Linked DNA regions of Sus scrofa: all the other regions are linked to region 1. The links are chromatin contacts, called in public HiChIP or PLAC-seq and promoter capture Hi-C maps. All regions are on one chromosome and are shown on one strand. Each heading gives the region's core, a stretch centred on a gene start, on an enhancer-like site or on the middle of the called end of the contact. The rest is flanking DNA. Distances are from core to core; before and after follow the strand shown.

Region 1 (3,756 bases), core at 346-2,845:
CAGAGGCGCTTTAATGCTGCAGCTAATCGATCAGTCTTCTCCGGTGAAGGCAGCGAGTGCAGAGCAAAAGCTTCCTACTTGTGGCCAAAATCGCCCGGCCCCCTCTACACACCCCGAAAGAGCGACACACAACTTTGAACTGGCAGGATTTGGCTCTCGACGTGCCGGAGGAGGAAAGGAAGGAGCCTGGAAGCGCCCAGAGAAATAGCTCCCCGCCCTCTTTATCCCAACTTTTCCAAGGAGAGTCTCAGGAGGAAGACAAATCAGGCGGGGGCATTATTATCCACCTTGGGCTGACCAGTAACCCCCAACCTGCTTCAGGTGCAAGGTCATCTAGCCACCTCCAAGCCCAGGGCAGCCCAAGATGTGGCACTTCTGGAAGGGACACAAACTGAGCAAAGGAACATCCAGAAAGGGCGGGGGGGCGTTCTTTACAATTTCCTGCTGACATCACTTGCTGCCTGGAAAATGACCCTCAGAGGCTGATCCCTACAGTGGAGACGCACCCCAGCCCCGCCTCCCTTTGCCCACCCCCTCCGCGCCTTCCCAGCAGGGCTCCTGCTCTGGACAAGTTCTGTCCCTAAATTGAACCTAACCCTGCTCAACCTCCTGTCGCCACTCCCAGGAGGCTCCCGCGGCGCACTGAGCATGCCCTGTGGCCTGGGTCTTGGTGGGGGGGTCACCTCCAGGAAGGTCTCCAGGCCCGGAGATGGGCCGGGTTGTGTGCCTGAGTGGGCGCCCCACAGGGGTGCGTGAAGAAAAGACCGCGCGACGGCGTGCAGAGTGACCAAGTTAGCCGGCGCGAGAAAACTTTCCACGCTCCTTCTCCCCACCCCCACTCCGCAGGGGCGCGTCTCTCCGAGGAGCTTGCCTTTCCCAGCCCGGCGGAGACAAGCACGGCACGTGATGGGCAGAAATAAAAATAAACACTTCCCATTCCCCGCCCGCGAGGGCCACCCCCACTCGGCGCGCTGCGGACAGCAAGGGGCGCCGTGCCCGGAGCCGCCCCCCCCGCCGCCGCCGCCGCCGCCAGGAACCCCCAGCCCCTGAGCCGCCGCCTGGACGGCCACCGGGCCCGCCGGCTCAGAGCAGTGGCCACGCTCCTGCCCGCCTCGGCGCCTACCTTTCGGATTTGGTGAACTTCCGGAATGCCTGTCGGAGGTCGTGGAAGGACCTGTACGTCTGCGGCTCGGCCGAGATGCCCTGTGCCCGGGTGGTCCGGGGGCCGATGTGGGTCGAGGGCACGGGCAGCACCGACTGACATTTATGGAGCTTCCTCTTCAGCTCCTGGATTTCTTCCTCCTTCTCTGACAGCCGCTTCTCCAGCTCTTTGATCCTCTCCTCCTTGAGCATGAGAATCTTGGCAAAGTCTTCCTCCAGCTCACTCATTTTTTCCCTGAGCCCCTCTGCAAAACTTTTTCTCGGGCGGCGGCGGCGGCTGGGACGGCAGCCGGGAGAGGCGAGCGCGGAGTGAGTGAGTGAATGGGCGCTAAGTACTCGAGCGCAGCGGAGTGCTGCCCCTAATGCGCAGCGAGAAGCCGATTTCTTCGATCCACTTCTGCTGAATGGACTGAAAGCACCGAGGGGAGGATGAGAAGTCTAAAAGCGATGGAGAGGAGAGGCAGAGTGCTAATCCCCAGCCTCTCCGGGGAATAGGTGATTATCTTTCATTGAGAAACCAATTAGAGCTGCCCTTCCTCCCCTGAGACCCCCCCTCCCCCGTCCCCCTTTCCCAATCACTTCGTGAGAACACGGCGCAGGCCACCCCACCGAGAGCCTGGTTTCTAGCTGGGAGGGTTGGACCAGTGAGCCTGGTCTCACCCCATCACACAATAATCACTCTTCCACGCTATATGGTACCAAAGGAAAGGGGTGGGGTGGGGTAGGGGGGGAGCTTTATGCCACTTGATCCTTGAAATAGCAACAATTACCATGTGATCTGGCAGATGACGCAGCGCTTGTAACTGGAGCCTAAAGACTTTGTGGGGTGTGTGTGTGTGTGTGTGTGTGTGTGTGTGTGTGAGTGAGAGAGAGAGAGAGAGATTTCATAAGTCTTAAACTGCCTTTAGACAATAACCTGCATGAATTCATCGTCTTCACCTTTTCTTATCTGCTCTGGATGGTGAGGGAGGGTATGTGTGAGTATGTGTTTCTTAATGTGAAGCCCCGTGGTTGTGACCCTAAGTAATGAGAATGACAGGGCACTAGCAGGTCTAGGTTTTTTTCAGCATAAAATGGTAGTGGAAATAGTAAACTAAAATTGTTGGTGGGGAAGTTGGGTGAATATGCATAATGAGTCAAACGTTTACCGAGAAGAAGGCCATGAATTGATTGTAAACTTCTTAGACTTTGGATTTTATTTCTTTGGCTATAGTTAAAATTTGTATATTGAGCATACAAATTATATCGCAGTACCATTCTGTTTGGTTGTGAAGTGAGGGCCACCAGTGTTAAACTACTAGCTCATCCTACAATTCCAGTTTTAGGGAGAAATAGGGTCTGCCATTCTCATTTGTCCCTCACCTATTCATCCATCACCACAGCCTCTGCTAAAGGGATTTTTATCCACACTGGAACCGAGAGTATTTGTGATTCCTGCACTTAATTTTTTAATATATGTCACAAGGAGCATTTTCATAATATAAACCACTGTTTAAGAGTTTGGGTATATAGGAGGAGCATTTCTTCAGGTAATGATCCACAAATTAATGCATCTTTTTTCAAAGGAAAAACATAGGTGCAAAGTAAGATATCAAAGTGATTTTGTAGAAATAATAATTTTTAAGAAGAAAGATCAATGTACAACCACTGTACTTTTTAAAACATTTTATAATGATTTTTATTTTTCCATTATAGCTGATTTGCAGTGTTCTGTCAATTTTCTACTGTATGGCAAGGTGACCCAGTCACACATACATGTATACGTTCTTTTTTTATATTAGTTAATGGATTTTATTACATTTATAGGTGTACAGCAATCATCACAACCAAATTTTACAGCATTTCCATCCCAAACCCTCAGTGGGTCGAGGGTTTTTTTCCTCACATTGTCATGCTCTATCATAAGTGACTAGATATAGTTCCCAGTGCTACACAGCAGGATCTCATTGCTTATCCACTGGCTACTTATTAATAAAAATGTTTTTGCTTCATTGAAACACTGAAGTAAAGGAAAAGCAGTCATCTACTTTGGTTTATAAATAAACCCTAAAATATATTTTATTCTGAAGATTTATACTGTTAGTTCTACTCATCTAATTGTTTTAAATTAAAAGCATTTTAAGCCATATTGAACTTCTTAAGCTCATCAGTTGCTCAAGACTGGCTACCGTCTACTCATATTTGAGAAAAGGGTTTCTGTCTTTACATTTAGTATTCTATTACTTCTATCTATGGAAAACTTAATCTGTTTATAGTCCTTTTAGAAAGGCTCAAAATAATTGACATTTAAGAATACATTAGAAAAAAACTTTTCTCACCTTCAAAAATCTAGGCATAGGTTCAATTTTATTTGTGGAAGATATAGAAATAGTTTTAAAATGACTCCTAAATGGACAGGTTTTTTTTCAAGTTTATACTAACATTAAATGCAGATATTCAAATATGTTTCTCATGCTTATTAAAAAAAGAAACTTTTTGACTAAGTTTTCACACATACCTCGAAACTCTAAATTCATACCTATCTTTAAAAATTAATATTTTTTAAATAAACCAATTTTAACTTAAGTAATATTGATACCTAGTGATTTTAAATCA
Region 2 (3,756 bases), core at 430-2,929, 1.3 Mb before region 1:
AACTTGAGATATTTCATTGTAGGAATATTAAACACAAGCCAGACTTTCTACTGTTAAAGCAAAACTCCCCAGATGGACAGAAGCATCAGTGTGTACACTGCACTGATAGGTAATATCCCCAATCTAACCGCTTAGAATACTTTCTCACCAACTGTGGTAGTGGCAATGAGATTTCTGCCTATTTTAATATCACCTCTGGGTAAGAAAAATAAAGTCGTTCACTTTCAAAAACTTTTTAAAAATAACTTCTCTGCCCTTGGTGCTATATGGGTACTGCCAGACTAAGTTAAGCAAATGGAATGCCTGCTGCGTGGAAGATTACAATCTCACCCACCAGTTACTTTACTGTATAATTTCTATATTACAGAGATTTAGTTCATCCTGGAGTAATGCTGGGTCCTAAGGAGGGTCGCCACCCTTAAGGTTATTTCTGGAGACTTCTTTGGTTGAGTCTACTTGTTTGAGACATTAAATTCTAGTGGATCTGTGGCTGGGTGGAGGAGTACTTATTTTAATGTAGTCAGAGGTAGGGGAGAGAAGGATGGAGAGGCTGGGATGCAAGGGTATCAAGATCTTCAAGAGTGGCCAGCACAGATACATAACTGTCTTCTGACAATTTGAACATGAATCTTGAGGGAGACGCCAGTCTGGAAGAGCTGAGAGAGGCACCGTAAGAAATGGAAGGGGCACCTAAATGCTCATTCTGGTTTCCTTGATTTCTCTGTTTAATTCCACCTCCCTCTCCATCTTCTTAGATGGTGTCAAGGCTTTCCCTAGCTAATTTTTTATGGAAGGGTCCGCTCTGAGGTAAGACCTCGTTAATTAATCGGGGAGCACAAAGGAGAATAAAGATCTCCAAGAACGCGGTAGTCTCCTCTTTGCCTCCAGGTTGAACACTAAACCAGAAAACATTTCAGGGGAAACTCGAACGCTGAATTCCCTTTTGCAGGTGGTGCCGCGGCATTCTGAGAGCTGGGAGCACGGCCTCCCAACCACTGTGCGCAAGCGCTGGAGGATTATAGTCCGAGAGAGAGCTCTTCGACTCACCGTTTTTGCAGTAATTCCCAGGGCAGCACATAGCGTGCCGCATGCAGCGTTTTCGGCGCTTTCTGCAGGCTAGGCAGATTTGTGCGCCTGCACTTCCTCCGCGGGTGGGACTCGCGCAGTACTCGTCACTGCTGCATTCTTCGTCATCGGCGCACGGGTATGGCTGCGGGAAGAGGGCAGGAGAGGGTGAGGCACCTGGGTACCACATTCGGACTCATCACAGTCCCTTTCTGCCCACCTCTCCAAAAGCTGTTGCTGCCCACTGCTCCCCAGAGCAGTTTCTTAATGTGCCTTGAATACACAGATACACACATAGCAAGTCCTGCATTCTCTTTCCCAAATGAGACCCCCTTCAGGCTCACAGCGTCTCCAGACCCTCGAGACCCTTCTCACCTGATAGTTGTCAATCGTTTGGTACTTGTTGCCACCCTCGAACAGAATTCCGGGAGCCGCGCTGACTGCCGGGTGCCCCGCAGCGCCGCCCAGCGGTGGGGGCAGGTTCTTGATGGCGTTGGAATTGACGAGAACCGAGTTTAAAGTGGCGCTCGCTCCCAGCAGAGGGTGACCGCAAAGAGCCGCAGCTGCCAGGGTGACCAAGACCCGGGCAGCACCCGCTGCAGCCAGAGCCCTCATTTCCAAAGGACTCAAGGCAGAGAAAGAGAAAAGTGGAATGTCAGCTTGCAAGCCTGGTCCCCAGGAAGCCGTGCTGGCGCAGCTGTAGTCAGGGTTCCAAGAGCCTCTACCAGCCGCAGAGTCCTGACTGCGGGGCTCTGCACCGCCACCGCCACCGCGGCTGCCTTTATACTGCGGGCTCTGAGCATTCCGGCCCCTCCGGGGGAGACAACAAAGCAGGGTTGGGATTTCAAAGCGTTGGGAGGGGCTGGGAGGGAGTGTGTTTGTGTACATGAAGGGGAGCCTTTGACACTCTTCACCCCGCCCCTCCCTTGCACAGTCGTTCCCCTGCCCAGCTCACCTTCGGGTTGACAGTATTCAGCGTTAGCAGAGAGGACATTAATAAATGTGGGAAGTGGGAGGAACTTTGGGTATTTGGGTGCTCTCGCCTTGCAGTAAGGGTTGGAGTATTGAGATCGGGACCACTTTTCAGACAGACATTGTGATAACTCCCTGCAAAACCACTTTTCTCCATTCTGCCTTATGCCAGTACTCTTTTTTATTGTGCATGCAAATAATATTCAGTATTAAATACCACCGGATAAGTAATTCAAAGTCTATCAAAATGTCTCTGCAAGAGGGCCAGGTGGCCGTTGCAAGTTGCTGATTAACCCTTTAGAGTCACGGTTTGAAGATTTGGAGTGAGATCGAGGCTTTAAGTTCGTTCAATTACTTTTCCCCCTCCCTCCCCTCACCAGGAGAAAAATGTGCAAAGAGAAGGACATTTGCACATCAAACGAGGGTAAGAAGGAAGAAGAACTAATTCTCTTTTGATGGGAAGTTTAGAGAGAGAGAGGCGAGAGACTGGTGTTTGGAAATTAGATCAGGGGTGGAGAGGAGAGGGAAATGACCATCCGATAATCAAGCTATTTAATGTTGTTCTTTGAATCTGAGCAGTCGCGGCAGTAGATGAACTTGATTAGGCAGACGCGCGAGATCAAAGTGGCCAGAGTGAAAGCGGACAGGGTCCAATGGCTGGGTCAGTGGTCCTTCCCTGGTTCCCCCTTCTCAGTGGTGGGTTAACCCGGGGAGATAAGAAACCCTCAAGGCTTAGCGCCTGACTTCCTCATTAGTATTTCATATTACAGCGCTTGAAAAAGAGAACGCCTATGTTTGATCCCAACTCAGACGGGTCTGGGACCAGGGAATACCCGGTCTAGGGAGATAAGAGACTAGCTTACGAAAGGAGAAGCTGAAAGTGAAGCAGAAAGTGATTTGTATCGTCATTTAAGTTAGGATGTGAAAATAACAAAGTAGGGCTAGTGGCTAAGAGGGCTATCCTACTTACACCAAAAACGTTGGAAGCCTAGTGCCCAGGCGGTGGGCTACCCCTCTGGGTTGTTGTTGCCCTCTGGAGGGGGCAGGAGTTGCATGAAATACAAATACTCTAATTGTATTAATAATAAAAGACAAGAGATATACACAATTCTTTTTAAAGCCATCTGATATTATAAGTATCAAGATGGAGAACTGCTATGTGAATTTAGAAGAGATGATTGAATAATCACTCATCAGTTGTATAAAGAAGACTGGGATATATTTATTTTGTGCTCCTTACTCTCCAGTGTATTTGTACTCACTCTATACATCGACCTCCTGTACTCATGACTGGGACTACCAATTGGAGCCAGTGACGTCCTTGAAATAGTGTAACAATCCTAAAGTTGAGGGTGAGGGTTAACTTTACAAACAAGTTTGTAATGGTCTGTGTCCTAATTGCTTGGGTTTCAGAGGTCACGTTAATATCTTCTAAACAATTATTTTATAATATCTCTATTTATACTGGTAACCCTCCTATCCCAACTTCTGCCTATCCTGTGAAATTTCCTCTGGCTTGCTGATAATTCCTGTGTGAAATTCTAATATGGATCACCTCCCACATATTTCTTTAGATTTTTGTTATGAACATGTACAATGACCTAGATTTGGCTACTGTTCTAGAAATCTTTGGAAGAAATTGCAATTTGGAAACAAAGGGGGAGGTTATTTATATTGGCTTTTTAAAAGTGAGCTTGAGAAATGAACAAGTCAGTACAC
Region 3 (3,756 bases), core at 877-3,376, 1.2 Mb before region 1:
GAGTAAATTAATATGTAGAGTAACGTATTGAGGTATTTACTTTCTACCTCACTGGCAATGCCTGGTCCTATTCTAGATTATCAGGAAAGACATTTTAGACTCAAAGGATTATTGAACACTCATGCAGGCAGTTTGTAATCTGAAGGAAAACACAGTATAATTACATTTTCTAATTGGCCAAATCATTGTCATTCTTTTCAGTTAATTTCTTTATTTTATTTTCCCATGACTTTTCCAATTCTCATAAGCTTGTAAATGGGTTGCACATGGCTAATTAAAGCCTCCATGCTCAAAATCTATTCATAAGAGTATGTAAATGTTTGATGAGCCACTTACTTCTAGTGTGAACACAGAAAAAAAGATTCCTCATAGAAAAGCTCACTATGGAAAAAAAGCCCTCAAGTGGTCATGCTTCTTTCTTTTTCCTTTTTCCATTTTTGTTTCATTTTAAATTTTTTTAAAAAAATTTTGTGGCTATGCCCACAGAATGAAGAAGTTCCCAGGCCAGGGATCAAACTCTACCCACAGCAGCGACATGAACCACAGCAGTGACAATACTGGATCCTTAACCCACTGGGACACTAGGGAACTCCCTTGTTTCATCTTAAATAGATGAGCTGTCATTTGCCTTTTATACATAGCTTCCCTAACTTCTGTTGAATTTTATTATGGTTAAACACAAACGGGTAATATTATCTCTTACACTTTACTGAAGAGGCTCTTGGGAAATTGAATTACTAGCATTAAACCATATTTGGTTAAAAAATTTAAAATATTAATTAGTGATGATAAGACTCATAAAGACCAACGGCATTTCATGGGAGGACCTGAAAATGATAACAGCTTCTTTACTCATCAAATACTTGAAAGATACCAAAAGAAGGATTCACCCAGAAAAAGCATCCCAATCCTTATAATTTTTTAAATTTAAGAATCCTGAGTAATTACCTTAATTTTGCATTAAAAATATTTCCAAGAGTAATGAACATAGAATTATAAAATCAAAGAAGAGTAAAATCAAATCCAAATTGTTCTAAACCTGAGACTTTTATTTAGGTTCACAGAACACTGCCTCAGTTGCTATGACTGAAGATTTTGCATTACAACTCTTCACACAATTGAGGATCTTTGTGCTCAATCAAAAAGGAATTAGGTCAGATTTAAGCACAACTTAAAAAAAAAAAAGAAGAAGCAGCCTAAAAAATCTAATAATTTCTGTCTGTCCTTTCTGTTGTCTCTGTGTCACTTTAAAATAAAAATTATTTGGATTCAGTATTTATTAACTGTCTTATCCTTGTTATGCCCATGCCAGGCGAAAGGGCAAACCCTCTGATGGGTGTCAGTAGTTAAGATTCCCTCCTTACTCCTATTTTTATGAAAACAACTTGTTTTTCTAAATGATGAATTTCCTAAGGGAAGCCAGTGAAATGAGAAGCAGAACAGCCATTTCATTCTTCATGCAAATTACAGCTCAGAGTCAAGGATGAAGAGAAGGACAAGCAAATGGTCGTTATTAAAATACCTTTTGAGGTGATATCTGTACAATCAACAAGTCAGGGAGGCCTAGGGTGCCTCCCAGACAGTGCATCTGACTCAGCTGCCTCAAGCCTCTAATGAAATTTGTTTCTACCTTCTCCTACCCAGTATAATTTAGGCAGCATATTTTTCAATCCACTGTATATTGTTTAATCCTTGGCATTTGAGTAATTGTAACCCTAAGTAAATGCTACCAAATAATTAAATCTCCCTGTATACTATTTAGGGGTAAGGTCAAAATAAAGGGTATCAAAATATAAAAATCAGAGTGATGCAGTTTGCTGTGCTCCCTAGAATAGAAGATTCCTGAATGATAACCTTATAACCAAGAGAGATTTCTAACAGATCTCTCAAGGGAACACTAGCCTCTTTCAGGATATGCATTTATTCCTCTCCAATTAAAAATAAATACAACAAAAGGAAGTAGGATAAACTTACTCCCCAGTAGGCTTACAATTCAGAGGTGGAAGAAGACAAGGTCAGAAGAGCCTTGGGTACTATTTTGGAAGAAAGAGAAACAGAGCCTACATAACCACCCTTCCATGACCTGTGGTTTGAGAAACACAGCTCTGAACAGTTCCCACACACCAGCTGTTTTTCTGCATCACCATCATTGAGGACAGGAAGTGGAATGGCACATAGAATGCAGTTTATAGGATCTGTTCTCTCAGAAAGTGAAACAGGATCTCCAGGCTATTAAATTCACTTCAGGGCAGCATCTGAACTCACTTGTTAAAAGGAACTGTCTGCCTAGGAAGAAAAGCTTTCATTTGCGAAAACTGAAGAGTTTTGAGAAGTATTGTGTAAATACTTACACAGTAACTGGGTTTAAACAAAACTATATTGAAAATTTAGAGACATTTCAATATATTTTATTCTCATAGCAGGACTGCAAAGTGATCTAAAAAAAAAAAAACCTACAACCACATAAAGGTCAAAGGTTCAATTTTTTCTAGGGGTCATGGAAGAAATGGCATCAGAAACGTATCTAATTCCAGCCATGGGAAGAATAAAAACCCATCAAAGGTGGTCCATAGACCTGCCTTTGCCAACTGCACCTAATCCTAGAACTAAACTAATGCTTAAAAGTGAAGATGAAAAAATATATAATTTCAGTTTTAGTAAAAAAGTGTCTAGAGAGGGTGTGGAGAAAAAGGAATACTCCTACACTGTTGGTGGGAATGTAAACTGGTACAGCCACTATGGAGAACAGAAGTTCCTGAAAAAAACTAAAAACAGAACTACCATATGATCTTGCAATCCCACTCCTGAGCATATACCCAGAGAAAACCATAATTTGAAAACATACATGCACCCCAATGTTCATAGCAGCAGTACTTACACCAGCCAAGACATGGATACATCCTAAATGTCCATTGACTGAGGAATGGTTAAGGAAGATGTGGCATATTTATACACTAGAATAGTACTTAGCCGTAAAAAAGAATGAAATAATGCCATTTGCAGCAACAGGGATAGATCTATAGATTGTCATACTAAGTGAAGTAAGCCAGACAGAAAAAGACAAATGTCATATGATATCAATTATATGTAGAATCTAGAAAGAAATTATACAAATGGACTTGTACACAAAATAGAAATAGACCCATAGATCTAGAAGACAAACTTACGGTTACTGAAGGGGAAAGAGGGGAGGGAAGAATAAATTAGGAGTTTGGGATTAACATATACACACTACTATATATAAAATAGATAATCAACAAGGACCTACTATTTATCACAGGGAACTATATGCAATATTTCGCAGTAACCTATAAGGGAAAAGAATCTGAAGAAAATAGGTATATATGTATGTATAACTGACTCACTTGACTGTACTCCTGAAACATAATATTGTAAATGAACTATACCTCAATATAAATGAATGAATGAATGAATGAATGAATGGTGTTTCTCTAATTTGGGTATTCTATGACTCTTGAATTAAAATTTTTATAGCAAAAGTCTTTGCTCTGCCAGTGCAAATTGATTGAGGATCTTGCAAAATCCATGTGAAAATTAGCACCCTTATTTCCCTGGCATTATTTATAGCTGTCTACTGGTTCCCAAAAGGATCCAAAGTCTAGGAACCTGTTTGCTAAGGGTTCAGCTGCCACAGCTTCTGAGACTCATTATCATCTCTGTCTCATGCGTGAGTCCTTTGCAATGAAAATTCAAGCTTCCATTCTGAGCCTGCTGATCTCATGTTAGAAAAGAATC

What was found. Promoter capture Hi-C pulls out the DNA fragments that hold promoters and counts their contacts. HiChIP or PLAC-seq counts read pairs in DNA pulled down with a chosen protein or histone mark.
Region 2: an H3K27ac HiChIP or PLAC-seq map of skeletal muscle shows a contact between it and region 1, with 7 times the contacts expected there. The contact joins the promoter of DKK1 here to the promoter of PRKG1 in region 1. A contact is called at or near these places in 1 of 47 Hi-C or Micro-C datasets (embryonic fibroblasts) and 1 of 2 datasets of contacts at active chromatin or transcription factors (skeletal muscle).
Region 3: a promoter capture Hi-C map of fetal skeletal muscle shows a contact between it and region 1, with 12 times the contacts expected there. The contact joins the enhancer-like site here to the promoter of PRKG1 in region 1. A contact is called at or near these places in 3 of 5 promoter capture datasets (fetal liver, fetal skeletal muscle and liver), 14 of 47 Hi-C or Micro-C datasets (alveolar macrophages, brain, embryonic fibroblasts and 9 more) and 1 of 2 datasets of contacts at active chromatin or transcription factors (skeletal muscle).

The regions. Positions count from the first base shown.
Region 1 is chr14:98,791,485-98,795,240 of Sscrofa11.1, forward strand. It overlaps PRKG1 (protein kinase, cGMP-dependent, type I), which reads right to left and starts at 1,596. Exons shown (of 18, transcript NM_001044574.2): 1 at 1,124-1,596. The coding sequence starts at 1,389.
Region 2 is chr14:97,488,439-97,492,194 of Sscrofa11.1, forward strand. DKK1 (dickkopf WNT signaling pathway inhibitor 1) reads right to left here and starts at 1,680. Exons shown (of 4, transcript NM_001145384.1): 1 at 1,441-1,680; 2 at 1,048-1,210. The coding sequence starts at 1,680.
Region 3 is chr14:97,638,160-97,641,915 of Sscrofa11.1, forward strand. All of the region lies in intron 9 of PRKG1 (protein kinase, cGMP-dependent, type I), which reads right to left. Among named protein-coding and RNA genes, the nearest start is that of DKK1, 150 kb to the left of the region's middle. Within about 2 kb of position 2,127, at least 5 of the 83 cell types and tissues checked have an H3K27ac peak or open chromatin away from gene starts, as enhancers often do. A contact at or near this core is called in fetal skeletal muscle, where this site is marked.